3 separate regions of the Gossypium hirsutum genome follow, and all the other regions are linked to region 1. The links are chromatin contacts, called in public Hi-C maps. All regions are on one chromosome and are shown on one strand. Each heading gives the region's core, a stretch centred on a gene start, on an enhancer-like site or on the middle of the called end of the contact. The rest is flanking DNA. Distances are from core to core; before and after follow the strand shown.

Region 1 (4,363 bases), core at 1,232-3,731:
TATAGATGATCTTATAGTGAAGCCATTGTCAACTATTTCTAGTCTAGGTTTGCTTAACAGGTTTTCTGTCAAAGATAGTGGGGCACTCCAAGAGAAAACGATCAAAATCCGTATGGATGAGGTAATTACGTACATCTTTTTTTGTTTTTAACTATATTATAGTTTGAGATATCACATTTTTGTTTTGCTTGTGTGTCAGGCTGTGAAATTGCTCAAGGCATCGTCGCCGTCCAAGACTGTGCTTAATGATATCTTCTATGGAAAGAAGGCACATGTATAACGTTCTCACCTAGTAATTTGTATCAGTCGAATGGGGTCTTTCTATGTTCTAATTTACTTGTTTGCTTTTAATTATTTTGCATTCTAAATTTGTATGACAACTTATTACGCTTTTAAGTTAATAAAAGTTGAGAGTTCTAAACTTATTAAATATATATTTTTTAAGTATAAAATGTATAATGCATATTTTTTTTATATATTATTAGAAAGATTAATATTTTTTAAAGCGTAAAACGAAATATATCGCACTAATAAACTAAAAGTGTCATAGAAATAAACATTCCAAGTTAAAATGTTAAAAAAAAAAAAAGTTCATTCCTATTCTCTATGATTAATGTGAATGAGTAACCTGTGGAGTAGGATACAAGAATGATTTTCTGGTGGGTATTGAGTTTGCATAACTTAGTTCACGACATGCATTTTCAGCTTACAGTAAAGCAGGAATATCTTACAGAACCATTAACTTGGGGAATCAATCAGTCAGTAAAGGCGTAAAACACATGGAACAGTGATAGATTTAAAACAGCTAATTTACGAGATTATGATGCGGAAATTTAGAGAACTGATGGAGAACGGCTTGCCTTGAGAGTCAGAAAAACCAATGGAGAAAAATTCCATAATAGAACACAAGCAAGCGCAACCCAATCGACTTTTATAAATAATGTCCAAATGGCTTGAATGAAAGCACGGAGCCGTCCGGTGGGCACAGAGCGAGCTATTCTTTCGCCTTTTACTAAAGAATACCGTGTGCTCGCCGCTCTTTGCGGCATACGCCTATTTTTGGAGGGCTGTTCTTTCTAGAACCGGGCCATCAATATCAAGTTTAGAAAGCTTTAGTATTCATAGATTGTAGGGTTTCTTCTTTCTCTTCTACTCCATAGGATTTTGTTGGCCTGGTCTTTACATGATTCTATAGCAGAGACCAAGCGAATTGGTTAATAATAGAGAAATATGTCATACTGAAAACTGGTATACACTAGTCAAGGTTTTCACCATATATAATATTAAAGCTGCATGACCATGTTTCATGAAGTGCCTCGTGCTAGTTGTGCAGGGCTGAAGACAAAGGGCTTCTTGTTCGTCCAAACACAGTAGGTTTGTTTTAGTATTCTCTGTTCTTAATTTTTATTCGGACACCCTCTAGATTCTTGGCTTTGCCTAGTTGGAAACTAGTGAGGTAGGGATGTGCAAGGATTGGGTTGTTGATTTTGATAGCTCTAGTGGAATAATCAATGAAAAGGGATTTGAGATCAGCAGCCTTAAAGTATAACAATGGAACAGCAGTTTTGAAAGGCATGCTCCACTGATTCTGGAAATAAACCCTTACTTTTGGTTGGGAACTTAATAGCATGTAAACTACATCCTTCTATTGTGACTGCTACACCAGCAAGGAAGTAACTCACACTCAAAGCATCACCTTCAACATAAGCATCACCTACTAGTTAACAAATGTATATACTATAAGCAATATAAATTAAAACACCAAAAAATACCGAATTCATATATATAAAGCAATTATATTTACCGGTAAGATGTATACATATTAAATAGGTAGAAAAATTTCAATAGTAAGCATTAAAGTTTTGTGTTTCCGACTTGAATTTATATAAAAAATAAGATTGAGAATAATAATATTAAGATAGATGTAATTTAACAAGTAGTAATATAATAGTGAAAAGTTAATAAAATTGGGAGAAAGCAACAAGAAAATAGCTTTAAAATAACAAAAATAGTAGATTTTTTTGTCCTTTTGTGAATTCAGGTCGGGCCGGTGCAAAAAATACCTTATTTGAGGCTCAATTTGTTTTTAAATATGCTTCTTTTTTGCCTATATTTTTATTCAAATCCTACCACTTTTAAAGTAGACTTTTGGACCGGATCTGGTGGCCCGACCTATGAACAAGTCTAGATATATGAAAGAAAATATTTTTGATAATGTTATGCGTAAATTAAAATGTATAATATTCAATTTATTATAATACTACACATAATTAATGTTTTTGGTAAGTGAGATTAAAATTATTTTATTTCCTTATATTTTATGCAATTAAGTGAAGAGAGGAGAGGAAAACAAATGCATTTACTATAACTCTATTGGTGGATCTCTCCCTCTGATATCGTCAGCAAAAGAAATGTAAAATACAATTCCATCAAGATAGTTATTTATATTATAATATTTTAGTCTTTAATTATTATTAAACAACAAATTTTTTAATGTTTTTTAACCTTTTTTGTGTTGTTGCTTATTTTCCTTTCTGCCTCTCTCGTGCTTCTGCCTCTGTTACCTCCCTTCTTCATTAAAGTAGTTTTTCTATGTTAAATATCATTTCGAACATTCTTATTTTCTTTCTACCGCTTCATTTTTGCACATTCATGGAGAATTAAGTTATTTGATTGTAAAGTTGGGGTGGGTCTTTTCTTCTCCATTTGGGGCTTTACAATAACATCCCTCGCTTTTCCTTTTTGTTCCTTCAATTTTGGTACTCTGTAAATTAAATTTCTTCACATGAAAAGGAAGGACAAAGAAAGTGATAAAACAATGGCTGTTTCCACTGAGTTGGACTTGCAGAGCAGCAGCGATTGCTCTTTTGTATGGGATCCTCAAACTCACCTCTATTTTCATGCCAGGTTGATTTATTTATTTACTTCAAATTTTCTATTTTCTATTTTCTATATCTATAAACTATTACTATTAATTCTTCCTCTCATTTTTAATAAAATTAGTTTTTATATTTGAGAAATTAATTGTAGATTTTTTCCCTTTAAACTTCGATGATTCTATCCCAATATGTCATACAATTGGGTTTTTTTTCCTCTCTCTGTCTCTCTCAATGATCGTTTGTTCATTTTGGCACCGTACGCCTTCGTTTGATTTGTTGCAGTAGTGGATTTTACCATGACCCTGATGCCGGATGGTACTATAGCAGTAGAGATGGTCTCTATTACACATTTGAGAATGGAAATTATGTGCTTTTGGACATGGTAGTTAGCTCATACCTTCTTTTATCTGGATGATTAATCCTATGTTCGGTATGCTTTTCATTTTAGGTTTTTGATTCCAAAATGATTTTGCAGGAAGGATCTGTGGCTGATAATTCTGTTTTAGATGAGCCTTGTGCCACTGCTTCTTATAATGGTCCCGAGTATAATCGCTCTTCGTCTCAGGGCAATGAAGTTGATGCTCAGAATACTACTATAAATGTTGCTGACGAATCTACTAGTACAGGTAAAATTTCTCTTTACTCAATATTATGCTGTGGAATGATTGAAGGGTAGTTGAAGGAACAAGTTTTTCTTTGAGCGGTGCAATCTGTGAATCTGATTCATTAGTACAAAATTTCATCTCAAAAAAAAGTTCTACTTCTGTAAATAATGTTCTATTGATTGGATTCTTTTTCGCTCTAGTGCTTTAAACTAATTCACGGTACTTCTGATTACCAGGTCCAATAGAGGACACCAGTGCTCAAGCATCTGAGCAGCCACCACCACCATCAGAGTGGTTTGCTACTTCTGACATTTTATATCCTATATTTTGGTTGAACTAGTTGATTACATGTTTTCTTACTGAGGTATCATCTTGATTCAGGTTAGAAGACACACTCATCGACCTTTATCTTTCTGGGTATAACTTAGCTGCCAATTCTGCTGCTGATGCAAGTATTTCGTTGGAAACAGACGAAAAAGAGAATTTCAAGTTTCCTACTGATGGTTTGTCACAAATTTGTTTGTTTGAAATTTCTAAACGCTTGCTAGCTTCTGAAGATGATTGTAAAAAGTTGGTTATGTTCTGAAGTTTATCTAATGGTGTTCTGTTGAGGAGCAGGAAATGATGAGATGTACGAGTTGGAAGAGGGTGAATGGATCCCAGAGGAAAGCTTTGGTTTGGGCGGTTCAAGTGAAGTTGTCCCATATGAAGGTCTTGCGACAATGTTGCTATTGTTACATTTGACTGATATCCAATTTATTTGAAATAAACATCTACTTCAGTTTTGCCTACAAATTTTACCACTTAAGGGATTCCTGTGGGACAAATTCCACGAGTCTAAATCAACACACTGGAAAATTTTCATTCAGGTGATACATG
Region 2 (3,935 bases), core at 1,193-3,692, 300 kb after region 1:
ATATAAGAACAAAAAGATTCAAAATTTATTTTTTCAAAATACCAAAAAAGCTCTATATTTTTAAAATTTATCAAAATGGGCACGGTATTTTATTTTTTTGACTGTTGGGTACTGTTCACGCGCGGGCCGAAATCGCGTCCACGTCAGCGCGAGATGCTGACGTGGAAGGAAATCGCATCCTCGCGCTGACGTGGACGCGATTTCCTGACGTGTACCCTGACATCGCGTTGACGTGGACGCGATTTCTCGGAAAAAGGACCATTCCGGTAAATAATTAAAAAATAGGCCAATTTCGGTAATTTTTGAAAAAATGACTTTTATTGGTAAATTGCCCAAATCTCGCATATGATTTTTAAAAATATATATTTATGTAAAAAGGCCAAAAACATAACCTCAAATTTATATTTATTGATAATTTTACAATTGAATTTATAGGGAACACAATTAAAATTTTAAATAATAGTATAAAATTTTAAAATTTGGAAGTTAATTTTGTAAGTAGAATCAATTAAAGGGTATTTTAGACTTTTATTTTTATTTTTTTCATTTTTCAATTATTTAAGATTTATCAAATATTAATTAATGACTCTGTCTAGTAGCTCAAGAGTCAAGAGCTATTACATAGCTTTGTTTTAGTTTTTCTTTCTCTACTGAAAAAATATTAATTAATGACTTGATAATGGGATGTAATTTTTTTATTTGTTATATTTGTATTATTTATCATATTAAAATAGATTTTGATATCTTATAACAATACATTTAAATTTAAAATTTGTTTGTAGTTTGAAAAGTTATTTGGTACTTCATTAAAGGTATAGAAAAAAAATATAAGAGAAAATATATGACCATATTTGAACTCTATTTACAATTTATTGATAGTGACCTCTATTTTTATATATTTATGTTGATTAATTCATTTTAATCCTTGCTTTTATTTATGAAATAATTAAATCAACATTGACTTAGGCTTTGATAAAATTGAAAAAGTTAAAAAAGTTTGAAAAATCAAATCTTGAATTTAAGTTATAAAATATGTTTGAAATATTATCTAAAATTAAATATTGAGTGGAGCTAGAATACTTGATAAATAATAATATAATATTAAAAATAAAATAAAAATAATTGAACATATTCTATATTACATAATGTTTTTTAAATTGGACATGTGGTCGAACTAGTTGTGTAACTGATTCACCGGTTTAATCGGTTCGATTGAAAAAAATTAAAAATTAAAAAATCCGGTTCAACTTGTCCAAACCTATTCTTGGGTTAACCAATTCAAAGCCTCGCTCCGGATCGATACCCTAATCCGGTTCAATTGGACCCAAACAATATTGATATTACGTGATAAGTAGGTCCGTATTTACTTATAAATTTCTACACTTTTTTTTACGAAAAAAGTTTATCAAATAATTTTCATGATAGGTTATCAAATGTGTTTAAGAAAAATAAATTAATGATAATATTAATTTTCAGTTAGATTTTTTTTCAATGGTTTATCTAACATGGCCTTAATTTAAGAAAAAAATTAATCTATTGAGCTTAGCTTAATTGACACCATCTTGAAAAACATGGACTTGAACTTGTTTAAGCGATTTTTTTTCGATTTAAAAGTTTAAAAGGGATTATGAGTAAAAATAAGCGTGGTAGAATTTAGAATTTATAATTCTTCTTTTATCTTATAAAAACATAGTTTCCATTTTGATACACTAGAAGGAGTTAGTATGTTGAAGTAATACAAATATAATTTGTTTGTTTTCGAAAGGATGACTCTATTTTTGTTGATGTTTTAATTAATTTTTAGATTTTCCATTGTGATTCCTAAAATGAATGAAACTGTATCTTGGAGCTAGTTTTACCATTTTGAAGTAAGATATCTATTTTTATAATTTTTAGAAATTCAATAATTAGAATCATTTTGATGTTTTAATCGTTTTTAGATTTTACCCACTTAAAAAGAGTAAAACTAAACTTTTAATGTTACTTATTTTATTCTTTTAAATATTCAAAAAATTATCTCACGATTACTTAAGTTTTTAAGTTTCACAATTAGATTTAAAATTTGGCAAATATATTATAAGATGTATTAAAAAATTAATTATATAAATAAATATAACACTTGTCACACCTTTAATCATTTATAGAATAATTACTTAAAATAAAAATAAAATTATGAAAATTCATTTTAATTTTATAACTAGGAGCCGAGCAATCGACATAGGATTGGTTGGATTATTATTAAGCAGTTAAGATTCGAGAGCTTTTCAAGGTTTTTTTGTCATCTTCTACTGATTGATTTATCTTGTAATAATTATAATGAGAAATAAAATAAATAAGAAAATTACATGCTTAACGTGTGAAGGATGATTTTTTTAATTAAAAAAACAATTTAGTGACTGTCTGAAATAAAAAACATGTCGTATGGTGCAGGCGCGTCGGTTTTAAAGAGGTTTCCTATCTCTTTCCTTTGTCTCAGTGCCAAACGCGGCTCTCTCTTGGTTGTTATCCACGCTCTTCATCAAATATCTATCTACAAATTGCAATCTCTATATGAGGAATAAATCTAAAACTCTGCAAAACCACAACGAAAGAAACCCATTTTCAAATTTTTTTTCTATTGCAAAATTTTCTGCTTTTTGTTTTGTCTGAAACTGAAACCATGGGAGGGATATCGGGGTTTCTTATGAAGTTTCCCTCATTGATCCACTTTTTGTTGTCTCTCCTGGAGAAAATCCCTGCGAGATTGCCTATGCCAATTGAGAAATTGGTTTCTCGTGTTTCATATCCTCGCACCGGCAGGCACTTGCAGCGCTATAATAACAGAGGCTTCCGCTTAGTTGTTGGGTAATCTTTTTCTTTCCTTCTCCTCTTTTGATTGGCTTGGTTGAATAGAAGGATTCTAATTATCAATATTTGGTTTGAGCAGGTGCATTCCCTACAGGTACAGGGAAAGCGAAGATGGCAAGTCAATTGAGGAAGCGATTGAAGTTCTTGTAATAAATGCACAAAATGGGAAAGGGATATTATTCCCCAAAGGGGGTTGGGAGAAAGATGAATCCATGGAAGAAGCAGCCATTAGAGAGACGGTTGAGGAAGCCGGTGTAGTTGGCGTCATCGAAGTTAGTAATCTACCATAGGCTTTTTCATTTCAAACTCTTGATTCCATTTCTTCCTGATTTTAACTGGATGGATGTATATGTATGTTTGCAGTGTAAATTAGGTAAATGGTGTTATAAGAGCAAAAGGCAAAGTATATACCATGAAGGCCACATGTTTGGTCTGCTTGTGAAGCAAGAGTTAGATGGATGGCCTGAGAAAAACATCCGAAAACGGGAATGGGTATGTATTTGGCTGCCATATATATGTATGTAAATGTTAATAATGAACTGAGTATGAAAGAACTGAACATGTGTTGTTATTGTTATGTATGTAGGTGACAGTGTCGAAAGCTAGAGAAGAATGCCCGCATTTGTGGATGATAGAAGCCTTAGAAGAGTTGGTTTGGCGACAAACGCAGGCAGGTGCGGCCCAAGGAGGAAGTAAATGAAGTAGCAACTATGGAGTTTTGTTGTTTGAATTTGTAGGGTTAGGAAAATAGATCATTGTAATTAAGAAGACATCAAAACGTTAGATTTCCAAACATTTGCTGGTTTTGTTCTGGTATTCATTTCAGTAGGTAGAAAATTTTTTCATTCATTCATTCATTTGATTTGGGGTTTGAATCCATACAAAAAGTATGATTCACATCAGAATTTAACCTCTGATCATCTAACTCTGGTTGGAGTTTGGTTAGGCCACGTGTTATTGATAAGGACATAGATTGAGCAACTGGCTTCACAAGTTATCCTCGGTTCGGGATTCAGCCACGTAGCCTTATTCCATTCATTCCCCTGTAATTTCTCCCAATTTATCATACACTTTATATTTTGTGTATG
Region 3 (4,224 bases), core at 1,194-3,693, 340 kb after region 1:
CCAATTTCTGTTTTTCAGATTATATATATCTATATTGTTCTGGTTCGATCTTGTGATTTAAATCAATATTTTACATTACTGTTTATTTCACTAACGTATTTGCAACAATTATTACTTTCCATTATACCAAGCGCTACCTAATTGTAAAGGAAAAGAAATGGAAGTAAAAAAAAAAGAAAAGAAAAGAAAAGAAAATAAGGTTAAAGAAAGGAAATGGTTACGTATTATTTTGTTTCAATTGTTAAAATTAATAAAGGAAAGTAAATTTAAATATTTTTGTTTTGGTTAAATGGCGGAAAGGAATGAACTTTTTACAATCATAACCTTCTTTATAATATAATTATGTATAAATAAAGAGGGTAAAAAAGATATTTTACATATTAAAAATATATTTACTTTTCTTTCCATAATTTTCCCCTTCAATTTGAGATAATTAAACATTTGATTTTTTAAAAGAAAGTAAGGGATACTCAATTCTTTTAGCTTCCCCGTAAATAAAAAAAAGTTATCCAAGCCTCTCTCCCTTTCTTTTTATTTCTTTTGTATAACCTCAATTCAAACATAAGGTTGTTGTATGTTTAAACACCAAAAAGTAATTGACTGTAATTACCAGGGTAGTAATTACACAATTATATAATTTTAAATTCTAAAAAAATAATAATTCTAAAAAAATATCAATAAGACTTGAGAAATAAAATCTCTAAATAAGTAACAAAACTTAAAATCAAATCATCGTTTATAATACATTAAGTATTCAACAATACGATTACTAATAAAACTAACAAGAAAGATAAATATTCTATGAAATTATCTAATTACTTAATCATTCCATATTTATTGGGTTATTCGCTCTCTAACATTAAACTTATACTCTTTGTTAATTTGTTATCATCGATAGATCCTTAACCAAGTACAAACAATTAATAATAAATACCATGTAATTTAGTTAATGATAAATTGTAAAAATAGTCATCCAACTATTAGTGCGTTTCTATTTTGGTCACCTAAGTTTAGAATTTCTATTTTAGTCAGTAACATTGTTGAAATTTAATATTTTGGTCACTCTTATGTTAAATCACTAACGGTGGCCTCTTTTTTTATTTGGATGATAAAAATTTAACCTTCCAATATTTATAGATTCTATCAATTTAGTTCTAATTCTAAGTTTAACTATTTACTTTACACATTCTGCCAATTATAAATACATATAAAATTATAAATAAAAGAATACCCATTTTCTTTTTTTTGACATAAATTTATTTATTAAAATAATAATTTTATTTTATGAATAAAATATTTTTAAAAAACCTCACAAACAAGATTTAACTCAAATTCAAACTTTTCCTTTCCTTTTAGTTTATTTTATAAATAATAAATTTTATCATACGTCTGGCCTTGTTCCTTAGTCATCATCAAATTTGTTGAGCGTTGGGCACCACCTTCTCTTACAACCATCAATACTAATATCACTTACTCTAAACTTTTTGATTTCATTGTCCTCCATAGTCGCACCATCGAATTAGGAATCGATTGTGGAGCTACCTACAGGGCCTTCCACCTAATGGGTCTTTAAGACCTTATCCTCACCTATATATCTCTAATCATGGCTGCCCCTAAATGCAACAAACTCATTATAGACAACAACCTATAGACATCGATTCTCACATTTTTTGACCACAAGCTATAATTTTTGACCCAACCTGAACATGGTTGTCATTAATATTGAAAAAAGGGAAAAGTTAAATCATAAGTCTTTTTCATGGATTTCCCCCTTAAATTGTTTTATTTATAAGGTTATTATTTTATTTATAAGGTTATTATGTTAATAAACAAATTTTATGTTAGAAATTGCTAAAAATATATTAATTTATTTTTTAAATATTTTTATGTATTTTTATTGAAAAATGAACTTTTAAATATTTTTATTATTTTTAGGAATCAAGACTGAGTTGACAAAATATGTAAAATTGTGGGCTAAATTTGTTTAATATTTTAGATTTAGGACTAAATCGATAGAATATATAAATATTGAAGGGCTAAATTTGTTATTATGCCAATAAAATCACCATTAGTGATTTAACGAAGGAGTGAACAAAACATAAAATTTCGATAATGTTAGTGACTAGAATAGAAAATTTTAAACCTTGATGACCAAAATAGAAACATGCTAATAGTTGGATGACTCTATCATTTACTTAAATTTAGTATGAATAATTTATAACAAATAAGTTAATTATTTAGTAGGTTAAAATGTATGAGAAATTATATTTTATTTTAAATTATTTGAAGGATATTAGTAAAATAATAAATATTTATATTTAAAATAACATATATCTTAAAACTAAAATATTACTATCGTATAAAACTAGCTTTTTAAATTTAAATAATATAGAAACGTGGTTGAAAAGTTATAATATAATTATTCAAATTTTCGGTAGCAATTAAGAAAAAACGATTTTATAAGTTTAATAATGGAATGATAAAAAAATAAGCATTGTTGGATGATTTACCCAGAAAGGAAACAAGAGGGCAGATTGAGGTGGTGCTAAAATCTCAACAAAATTGCAAAACCCCAAGCCTCTGCTAATAAGAGCAAGAATAATGGCAACATCGTATCCGCTGTACAATTGTGGGACTAGACAGAACTCGTTTCTAATTCCTGGCAGTGGCAGTAGAACCTCTGTCTTGGGCTTGAGATGGAGCGAATCTCAATTCTTCTGCAAAACCCACGCCCCTTCCTATCGTCTTGGTATCATCAAGAGGAAATGCCGTCACAACGCCGTAATCAGGGCCGCCGCCTCTGGCTCCGATTATTATTCCACTTTGAACGTCAGTCGTGGTGCCACTTTGCAAGAGATTAAGACCTCTTACAGGAGTCTTGCTCGCAAGGTTCGTCGCTTTCTCCAATTAGCTTGCTGTTTGTTTTAGAATTTCGCAGTTGTCTAACATTACTCCATCTTTTGGGAGGATTGAATTTATAACATTGGATTTGATTTTTATTTTATTTTTAATTTGAAATGATATAATCTTTGCTTCTTATGGATAGCTTGAAAGTAATGAGTGTTGTTGCCTTGCCATTTTCTTTTTCATGCTAAATGGAATGAAATTAAGGGATATAAAGTAGTAGATTAATGAGACCGTTTATTTGATTTAAGATTAACCATTTTAAAAAACAATCTGTCTAGGTTTTTAATCAGAGTTGAAAAAAAAATTTGTAAAAACATAGGTTATAGATTAAACTATTAGGAACTCATACGAGTTTTTAATGTTTACACGCCATTACCATATTTCATCCTCTATTTTTATATTCATCCATTGGAAGACTGAATTAACCTATGAGATAATCCAGTTCCATAGAGTTCTTGCATCGAGTTGATCTCAAACCAATGACCTAGTTGCTTCAAATGCCGAGTGTTCCTTTGAGATATTCATGCTACCTTCTATAATTGGAATGGTGAATTTTAATTATTGTGATGTCTTTGTATCCTTATTTTCACTTTAATCTGAAGCTATGGACTGTCTTTGGTTCTAACACCTGTGGAATCAGTCCAATATTTTCTAGTTTATGTAGAGAAAGAATGTAATTAGAATCCTAAAATGATTAGTATTATCTTTTAAAATCTTTCAGGGGCAGTGAACTATCTGGGTTTGCATGTAGGTCAGGTTTCTGATGATCAGCTTATGATTTTTGCTTGAGTGTACCAGGATTTTTGCTAAATATTTGGGTAAATTGACTCTCTATGCATGAGGATGATTGGAAAGTAGATGGAATGTTAAAGGTTTAAGAGGGTAGTAAATATATCACTTGTTAGTTCATTTCTTGCCCTTAAATTTCCATTATCTTAACTAAATTAGAGGAAGGAAAAAGAGTTTTCATAAACCTTATGATATTTTATTTCCCTCATTTTTTTCTAGGTTGCATAGTGTTTGCTTCTTTCGATTCCCTATGCCCCTATTTTCAAAGCTATAGGCTGCAACATATTTGGGTGGACTGACTTCCCTAGAATTTTTTTCACTGCAAAGTTGATGGAGTAATAAGGCTAAAAATGGTAGTAAATATATACACTGTTTAGTTCATTTCATATCCTTACTTACGTTTCCATTACATTAACTAACCGAGATGGAAAAAAGAGCTTTCAAAAGTTTTCTAATATATTCTTTCCCTTCTCTATTCCCCTTTCCTTACGGGTAGCATGTTGTTTAAGATTATAAAATGAGTGTTGC

Evidence for each region. Hi-C and Micro-C count contacts between places; a contact is called where the count stands out from the background.
Region 2: a Hi-C map of anther shows a contact between it and region 1, with 2.5 times the contacts expected there. The contact joins the promoter of LOC107910154 here to the promoter of LOC107908424 in region 1. A contact is called at or near these places in 3 of 34 Hi-C or Micro-C datasets (anther and leaf).
Region 3: a Hi-C map of leaf shows a contact between it and region 1, with 3 times the contacts expected there. The contact joins the promoter of LOC107887190 here to the promoter of LOC107908424 in region 1. A contact is called at or near these places in 6 of 34 Hi-C or Micro-C datasets (callus, leaf and petal).

What each region holds. Positions count from the first base shown.
Region 1 is chrD02:41,608,953-41,613,315 of Gossypium_hirsutum_v2.1, forward strand. It overlaps LOC107908424, which reads left to right and starts at 2,482. Exons shown (of 10, transcript XM_016835585.2): 1 at 2,482-2,907; 2 at 3,162-3,261; 3 at 3,355-3,505; 4 at 3,721-3,778; 5 at 3,866-3,987; 6 at 4,103-4,195; 7 at 4,354-4,363. The coding sequence starts at 2,786. It overlaps LOC121215092 (U5 spliceosomal RNA), which reads left to right and starts at 970; the gene lies at 970-1,085.
Region 2 is chrD02:41,908,157-41,912,091 of Gossypium_hirsutum_v2.1, forward strand. LOC107910154 (nudix hydrolase 4) reads left to right here and starts at 2,443. Exons shown (of 4, transcript XM_016837926.2): 1 at 2,443-2,844; 2 at 2,927-3,119; 3 at 3,211-3,339; 4 at 3,434-3,933. The coding sequence starts at 2,660. The coding sequence ends at 3,547.
Region 3 is chrD02:41,948,007-41,952,230 of Gossypium_hirsutum_v2.1, forward strand. It overlaps LOC107887190 (chaperone protein DnaJ), which reads left to right and starts at 2,444. Exons shown (of 11, transcript XM_016811355.2): 1 at 2,444-2,889. The coding sequence starts at 2,602.